Regions from separate parts of the Salmo salar genome. Here region 1 is linked to region 2. The links are chromatin contacts, called in public Hi-C maps. All regions are on one chromosome and are shown on one strand. The core of a region is the stretch at or near the end of the contact, and the rest is flanking DNA. Distances in the headings are between cores, read along the strand shown. Region 1 holds the start of LOC106565412 (coenzyme Q-binding protein COQ10 homolog A, mitochondrial). Region 2 holds the start of LOC106565407.

What was found. A called contact is a pair of places that touch in the nucleus more often than the background predicts.
Region 1: a contact with region 2 is called in a Hi-C map of muscle, with 5 times the contacts expected there. The contact joins the promoter of LOC106565412 here to the promoter of LOC106565407 in region 2. A contact is called at or near these places in 2 of 3 Hi-C or Micro-C datasets (gill and muscle).

Annotation. Positions count from the first base shown.
Region 1 is chrssa12:60,448,466-60,452,548 of Ssal_v3.1, forward strand. LOC106565412 (coenzyme Q-binding protein COQ10 homolog A, mitochondrial) reads left to right here and starts at 2,329. Exons shown (of 5, transcript XM_014132523.2): 1 at 2,329-2,471.
Region 2 is chrssa12:60,267,220-60,271,438 of Ssal_v3.1, forward strand. It overlaps LOC106565407, which reads right to left and starts at 1,605. Exons shown (of 4, transcript XM_014132504.2): 1 at 1,265-1,605; 2 at 86-228. The coding sequence starts at 197. LOC123725529 (a long non-coding RNA gene) reads left to right here and starts at 3,964. Exons shown (of 2, transcript XR_006758047.1): 1 at 3,964-4,219.

The sequences.
Region 1 (4,083 bases), core at 1,079-3,578, 180 kb after region 2:
CCCTCGATATTTATTGGAAAGGCGCATCAAGAGAATCACCTTGCACTTTCAACCCTGTGAGTTCATCATAGCTAATTTATTTAATCTGTAGCCTAATAAACTGCATGCTTTCCCGACGAGTTGTAGTGGGACGGAGGACCACACAACATGTCATCGCGCGGATATGATGGTTATTATATCAACATTTGTGCGTAAAAGCGTTTCCACCAACATTTCTCGCATAATTCATTTTACCTACACAAAACGATCCCACCTTGTCTAGCGCACTTTGTTTTGTCGACATTTGTCTACCGAAAAATGGTATGTTTCCATTTTTTATCCGACATGTACTTTATTAGCATAAAAGGATTGGATGGAAGCCTGATTATAGTGATAAGTACATTCATTGCCAAAATAAACTAATAAATCACGTGATTAGCAGCTATTTACCTCATTTAAGTGGGAGTGGCCTAATCTAGTCATGATGACATTTCAGAATAATCAAATGCTGCATTCATAACCAAGTGGTAAGGTTGTGAAGTAGTTGGATGCATTCAGGTGCTTTGAACGCGTTAAGAAACGCTGATTGGCTAACGTCCAACAAGCAGCGTGAACCATAAACTGAAAGTACACAGATATTATGCTTTTAAACAAATTACAGTGTTCAAAACACATTCATTGATTGCTTTTCATAAATAATATGTTCGTTTCATTTAACTGCAGAAAATGCTGTTATCAATCAAATAGAATTGTATTTATTACATGAGCTGAATACAACTGGTGTAGACATTACAATTCAATACTTGCCTACGAACCTTTCCCAAAGATGCTGAGTTTAAAAAATAGTAATAAATAAAATAGTAACTAACACAAGAGGAATGACATAAATAAAATAAAATACACAAGAATAGAGCTATATACAGGGAGTACCACATCAATGTGCAGAGGTACAAGGTGACCAGGCAGGGTATAGTGACCAGGCATCCGGATCGATAATGATAAGAGTAAAATAAAGAACAGAGTTTTAGCAGCAAATGATTCATGTAAAATTGTGTATGCTTGTGTGTGTGTGTGTGTAGTGTTTGAATGTGTGAGGGATTTGTGTAGGATTGACAGCATAGTGTGTGTGAGTGAGTGTGTATATAAAGTCTAGTGAGTGTGCGTAAGGTCAGCGCAAGATAGAGTCAGTGCCGATAGTTTTGGTACCATCAATAGACTATTTAGCAGTCTTATGGCTTGGAGTAGAAGTTGTCTCGGAGCCTGTTGGTCCGAGAGCCGATGCTCCGGTACCGTTTGCAGTACAGTAGCAAAGTAAACAGTCTATGGCTTGGGTGGCTGGAGTCTTATGCAATTTTTTGGGCATTCCTCTGACACCGTCTGATATAAAAGTCAATGTAATTTCCTTAGTAGGTGAGAAGTCAGTTCTCAGGAATGATAGACAAGTTTCCTACTAGTAATAGAGCTTGCCAGCTTGTAGTCCTAAAAGCCGGAAATAAGCCATCCCTATGGGGAAAATAGGATTTTGGAATAAACACAGAAAATAAGGTCTGAGGTTTACACAACCTCTATGAATGTGTTTTTTTATTATTACATCAATTCTTAAAAATTCACAAAAAATGATGTTAACTGATGTAGACTATCTCATAGAACAAAACTTTTTTTTTTTACGTTGTCAGGGAGTCATACTAAGACCAATGTCTCTTTTACAGATGAGCCCTGAATTACATCAATTTGAGAAAATAGAGACAAAGCAAAATATAAATACAAAATGCAAGCAGAAAGAAAAACATGGTCATAAAAAAAAAAAACATTAATCAGTAATAAGGTCCTCAAACAGCTTCCTGTATTGCACTAGAGGCACCAGAACATGGTTTAAGAACATTTTGAAGGTTGTCCCACAAATAAGGTGCAAGAAAACTAAAAGCTGATTTACCTAACTCAGTAGAGACCAAATTCATTTCTAGATTTAGCCATCCCCAAGACCGGTGTGGTAACTTGTGTCTAAAGTTTAGTAATGATGTAAAAGTGCTTTATATATGAAAACATAGCAATGTATCAACCTAAGTGACATCAAAGACGGCCAAAAAACTTTCTAGTAGAGAATGCAGTGATGAGTCCTAAAATTGTCACCTGTAATAAAGCACATAAACATATAAAATCTCCAAAACCTGTGTTTACTACTGACCTTATTTTCGGGGATTATCCAAAAACTCTACAAAAACGCCATTAACTTTCCTCATAGGCTTTCTCCAACGAACAATTGCTGGTTCTTACAAAAAGACGCCATTGCTATTTATCTCTATTACCAATTGGAGGAGTTCAAGAAGATTTTTCCTAGTCATGTAGTCCCACATTCACACTTGGTTATGAATGCAGCATAACGTTACGTGACTATCAGCAAAGAGGAAAAGCCGAAGCGAGAGGATCAACTCCGCGCTCAAAATATGTCAGCGCGAGAATACATTGATAAGCAGACCAAGTGGGGATTTTTGGTATGGAGGTCTATGAGTCTCGAACTTGGTTAACACAAAATGTAATTGCGAATTTACTACGTGAAGCTTATTTGATCGAACATAAGTTTCGTAATGTTTAGGTTTTTACGAAGTACCGATATAAAAGTGGACGCGCATGGCATTCCGGCAATGTTATATGAGAGTTGTGTTTCTTGTTCACGCGCGTATGTTCCCACCTGCTTGCGGACATGTATTTCCATTGTTAGAGGGGTCAATCGACTATCTTGTCAATATAATAGATACTACTTGCCACCAGTTGAGCTGGACGTATAAAGTAATAAAAAAGGAGGAAGAAGATGGCAGTTATGGCAGTTCATTCGATTGAGGCTAGAAAGCGATAAATGACATTTCTGAAATGTTAGTTAGGTAGCTAACGTTAACTGGTGGCTACCTGGCTAGCTACCGTTAGCTAGCAAACATTGTCCTGTTACAAACTACTTGTTTAACTAGCTAGACATTTTACGTTTTTGAACTAACGTTACTAATTATACGTACATGTGTATAGCATTAGCTAGACATTTGACATTATTGAACTAACGTTACTAATTACACGTAAATGTGTATAGCATCAGCCAGTTAGCTTTCTAGTAGCGACCATCCTATAGCTCCCATAGCTTGGCTGTGTAGCATGAGCTAGCTAGGTTAGATTGTTGTTGCCAGTCATCACTCTCTTATAAAATAACAAATGGCTGGGTTGGCGACTGTGACCACCCTTCGATTGCCTATAGGCATACGGACATTCAGTGAGTTGCGAGATGTCTCTACATTTGGCAAAAACCGGTTGAATACAGTGTTGGGGCCAAGAATACGGCTTCAACAGCCAATCAGGTAAGCGAGTGGGGTAGGGGTGATGATGGTGCGGTTACAAAGTACACACCAAGAAACTTCAATTAATAGCCCGGGCTTTAGTTGCTTAAATCACTGAACACAACAGGCGCTTATTGGACAGGCTTATATTTCCTTAATGCGTACAGCTTTTATTAATTTGCATAGTTAAATGTTTAATTCCAGCATTCACTTCCAGCAATTTAATACATGTATTCATTTCCTGCACAGTGTTATCATATTTTTTATTTTTTAAAAGCTCTTAACAATAATTATTATCCTTTGACTGTGCATTTTGGGCAGTTATTACTTTCGCCACTAGAAGACGACCATACGTTTTCTAGGGGTCTGTAGTCACGAAGTAGTTATTTGTTTTTGTGCTTGCCAGTTAGCTAGCAGTTCTCAGCTGTTAGCAGCCTATTTTAATTTATTTTAATTTTATTTAACTAGGCAAGTCAGTTAAGAACAAATTCTTACTTACAATGAAGGCCTAGAACAGTGGGTGCCTTGTTCAAGGGCAGAATGACAGATTTTGACCTTGCCTGCTCAGGGATTCGATCCACCAACCTTTCGGTTACTGGCCCAAAGCTCTAACCACTATGCTACCTTCCGCCCCAAAATGGCTAGAAGTTTCTTACTGGCGATAATAAGATGCTTGCCATCATTATTTCAAGTCATTACTGAACTATTCAATGTAAAAAAAAATCTAACATTAAACAATTCATGGTTACCTCGTTAACAATTCATTTAGACCTGGCATTTATTT
Region 2 (4,219 bases), core at 355-2,854:
GTAACACAAAGATAAGAACCTGCAGAAAAGGCATGGCATGAGAAGTATATCATTTTTGGTACTACAACAAGGAAATGGGAGTGACCTTGCTGTGTCCTCAGTTTCTCTGTGAGTTTCTTGAGTAAAGCAGCCTGCTTCAGACACAGCAAGCGCAGTTGGAGGAATTCCCTGTACAGCTCTGTGTACGCCTCCTCCATCTCATAAGCACAGGGATCTTTACAAAGCCATCTGAAAGAGACCCGTACATTACAATGTACATGACAAATGATAATGTTCCAGTCCGAAAAATTGATTTTGAGGAGGGACTTCTGCTCCTGTGATTGTAAAATGCTAAAGCTTTGTAAAGCTATAGCATGTTATGCTTTTGTCAGCAATGTGTCATGTATAGTTCCCTTCCCTCAAATTGAGTCTAAAGAAGGAAGTAATAAGGAAAAAGGGAACCAAGTCGAGGGGAGAGAATGGAGTCCTATCCTACAAAACACATCTGTGGGGTCTCTTTACGTGCAAAGTCAAATACATATAGACATCAGTGAACACTTTTAATAATACCTGGCTCTAAATGTACTAATTACAACTGATATTTGGTATTTCAAACACATTTTTCCCCCCAGACATAATCAATAACATTTGTCTTTTTCAAGAGGCATATTCTACTCGATTTGTGACAAAAATTGTAAACTGTACATGCACTCTTACTCTCTACAAGGAACTCAAACAGAAAGCACTAATAACACATTCATAACAAACCAAGAAAACACAGACAATGTCATTACATGTGCATGTCTTGTACAGGCTTTCTATAAGGTCATGTTTAAAGTTCCATACATGTTTGATATAGCCAACCTACAAATGACCACTTAAATTACATGTTGAAGTGTATAGGACTTCTGTGATTATCTTTTAGAGTTGTATTTGGAAACCTACATATGCTATGTTCTGTCATTACATTTAACATAGCCGACTGTAGTTCTTGAAAACAAAGCACGTGTTCTCCTAGCTTCAGACGTTGTTTTCACTGATTTAATCTACTGTACACGAAGTGGAGATAAAGTCCAATCTGGGCTAATTTTGGTCCAGGCATTTTAAAGATGGGAACACCATAGTGAACACACTTAAACTGACAAAGGTGAAGATGAATATAATGTACGACCTTGTATGGTCTTCCCCAATGGCACGACAGGATATCACTTTGAACACGATTTCATATCTTACATATATTGAGAAGAGGCGGAGAGTAATTGCCTTACTGCTGATTTTAGCCTACCTGTTAAACACAATAATCCCCGAAACAGGAACAGTTGTTTTTACCGAATGCCATTATATCATCTGTTGAATTTTCAAGAACAACAGGAAAGTCGAGTTATTTCCGGAAAAACTGCTGAGCTTCGGAGCAGCACTTGACACATTGTTGATCTCATAGTTGGTGAATCAAGGATTTAAAGTGGACATATATTGATCAGCACAGATGCAGACAAAAGGTTATACATCTCATAGTGTCATATACACATGAAGTATCACGCTACGTATTTTTTTGTTTGTTGGTCCATGATTAGAATCTTTATATAGGTAAAACAAAGAACAAGCCCAGTGGTTAGAGCGGTGTGCTAGTAAACGAAAGGTTGCTAGATCAAATCCCGGAGCCGACAAGGTAAAAATCTGTCCTTCTGCCACAAGGCAGGTCCTCGGCCGTCATTGTGAATTACAAGTAAATAGTTAAATAAAAAAATATATTTCGTTTCCAGTGGTATGGTTATGTAAACAATTTGTGTTTTGACCTGACCCTTGATCATTTTACAATGCACCATACTTACAAAGTTAAGTAGTTAACTAAAGAAGTGACACCTTCAGTACCACACACACACACACACACAAACACACAAACAACATATACCATACTATCTCCACTCCACATACAGTCCCACAACAGGACATTTTGGAAAAGTGTGTGTGTGTTTCAAGTTTTATTGTCACATGTAAGGTGAAATGCCTTTCTTGCAAACTCAAAACCCAACAATGCAATAATCAGTAACAATGTATTACTAGAAAAAAACATGAGAAATAAGAATAAGACATATGAAATACACAATAAAATAACTAAGTAAGTAAGCATACTATATACAGGAAATATTTAAAAAGTCAGTTCCAATACCATATTTACATGTGCAAGGATACTGGAGTGATGGAGGTAGATATGTATGGGGGTAAGGGGAGACTAGGCAACAGGATACAAGATAAACAGAGTAGCAGCTACTTGTATGCAAGTGGGTGTGCAGGTGTGTAGAGTCAGTATAAATCGATGTGCATATTATGCCTAAGCGAGCAAATGATGGAGTGAGCGTTTGTGTGTGTGTTGGAGTGACAGTGTGCGCGAGTGTGTAGGGCCCTGAGAGTTTGCATAGAGACAGTGCAAAGATTGAAATAAAAGGTCAATAAAGATACAAGGTTAACTCAGATAGTCTGTGTAGTTATTTTGTTAGCTATTTATCAGTCGTATTGCTTAGGGATAGAAGCTGTTCAAGAGCCTGTTGGTGTCAGACTTGACGCACAGGTACCTCTTGCTGTGCGGCAGCAGAGGAAATAGTCTTTTGTGAGAGAGCTTGAGTGTGTGTGTGTGTGTGTACGTACGTGTGATTGAAACCATATGTGTGACATCTCATGCACAGTGGAATGGATTAAGACATACAGCACAGTAACAGTCAAAGCCATCCATGCACTGACTCATTGATTCTCCACATGTTAACAATTGATCAGTTCGTATAATTCTATGCCTCTCTGTCCAGAGAAAATTAGATGAATGGTTTCTGTTCCATTAGAATTAGTAGTCTGAGAGCAAATGAATAAATTTAACAAATAGTTTGGTTGCAGCTGCATGCTTTCTTCCTCTGGTCAGGGGCTGGGGTAGTTCACAGAGAGCAGGACCATGTTGTGCAGCAGTAAAGATGTCTCTGATACTAGAAAGCACAGAGAAGAGGACATAGCATAAGACCAAAATAATGCATACTATCTGAGATTTATGAGCATGACTGACAAGTCACACAATTGGAAATGAATGAATTATCATCCATGTCAAATTCAATAATTTATATTTTTACAGCTTTCCAGGCCGTAGCCAGCTATGGAAGTGTAGGCTGTCAGTTAAACATCTAAATATCAATGATGTAGGATTAGTTATCACTATTACATAAACACATTACTGACGGGCCTCCCAAGTGGTACAGTGGTCTAAGGCACTGCATCGCAGTGCTAGAGGTGTCACTACAGATCTGGGTTCGATCCCGGGCTCTGTCGCAGCCGGCCGCGACCGGGAGACCCATGAGGCGGCGCACAGCGTCGTCCAGGTTAGGGGACGGTTTAGCCGGCTGGGATGTCTATGTCCCATCGCGCTCTAGCGACTACTTGTGGCTGCCAGGCGCATACATGCTGACTATGGAATAAATGTAAACAAACACCTCATAACATGGTTAAAACGATAATTTTGATATCATGGATGGTCAGTTCTTGCATCTATTAATCTGAGTGTGGTTACATTTCTCCAGGCCCATCCCTCAGCTTTTTACCAAAACAGAGGCGAGGGCGACCGTTTTGTTATTGTTTCATCTGTGGATTTGCCCTTTTAACAGCTGAAATATATCACAGTGTCACCAACAAAAAGGTAAACAATAGGCCTATAGCAAATGCAGCATATGGCATTCATTTTCCACATGTAAATAGCACTTTTCAGTAGTGGCCAGCAATGTAAACTTTAACATTGATTTATGCTGCAATAGATGTCGTTCAATTGGAAACATACATTTTTTTTCTTCTAAAGTCGCTTAAGGGGAAAGTAACTAAATGTAATCAGATTACGTTACTGAGTTTGGGTAATCCAAAAGTTACGTTACTAATTACAATTTTGGACAGATAACTAGTAACGGATTACATTTAGAAAGTAACCTACCCAACCCTGTGCATAGATAATAAACAGCGAGTAGAAGCAGTGTAAAAAAAACATAGGGTGGCGGATGTCAATGTAAATAGTCCGGCTGGCCATTTGATTTATTGTTCAGCAGTCTTATGGCTTGGTGGTAGAAGCTGATAAGGAGCCTTTTGGACCTAGACTTGGCACTCCGGTACCGCTTGCCGTACGGTAGCAAAGAGAGTCTCTTACTTCGGTGACTGGAGTCTGACAACTTGTTGGGCCTTCCTCTGACACCGCCTAGTATATAGGTCCTGGCGCATG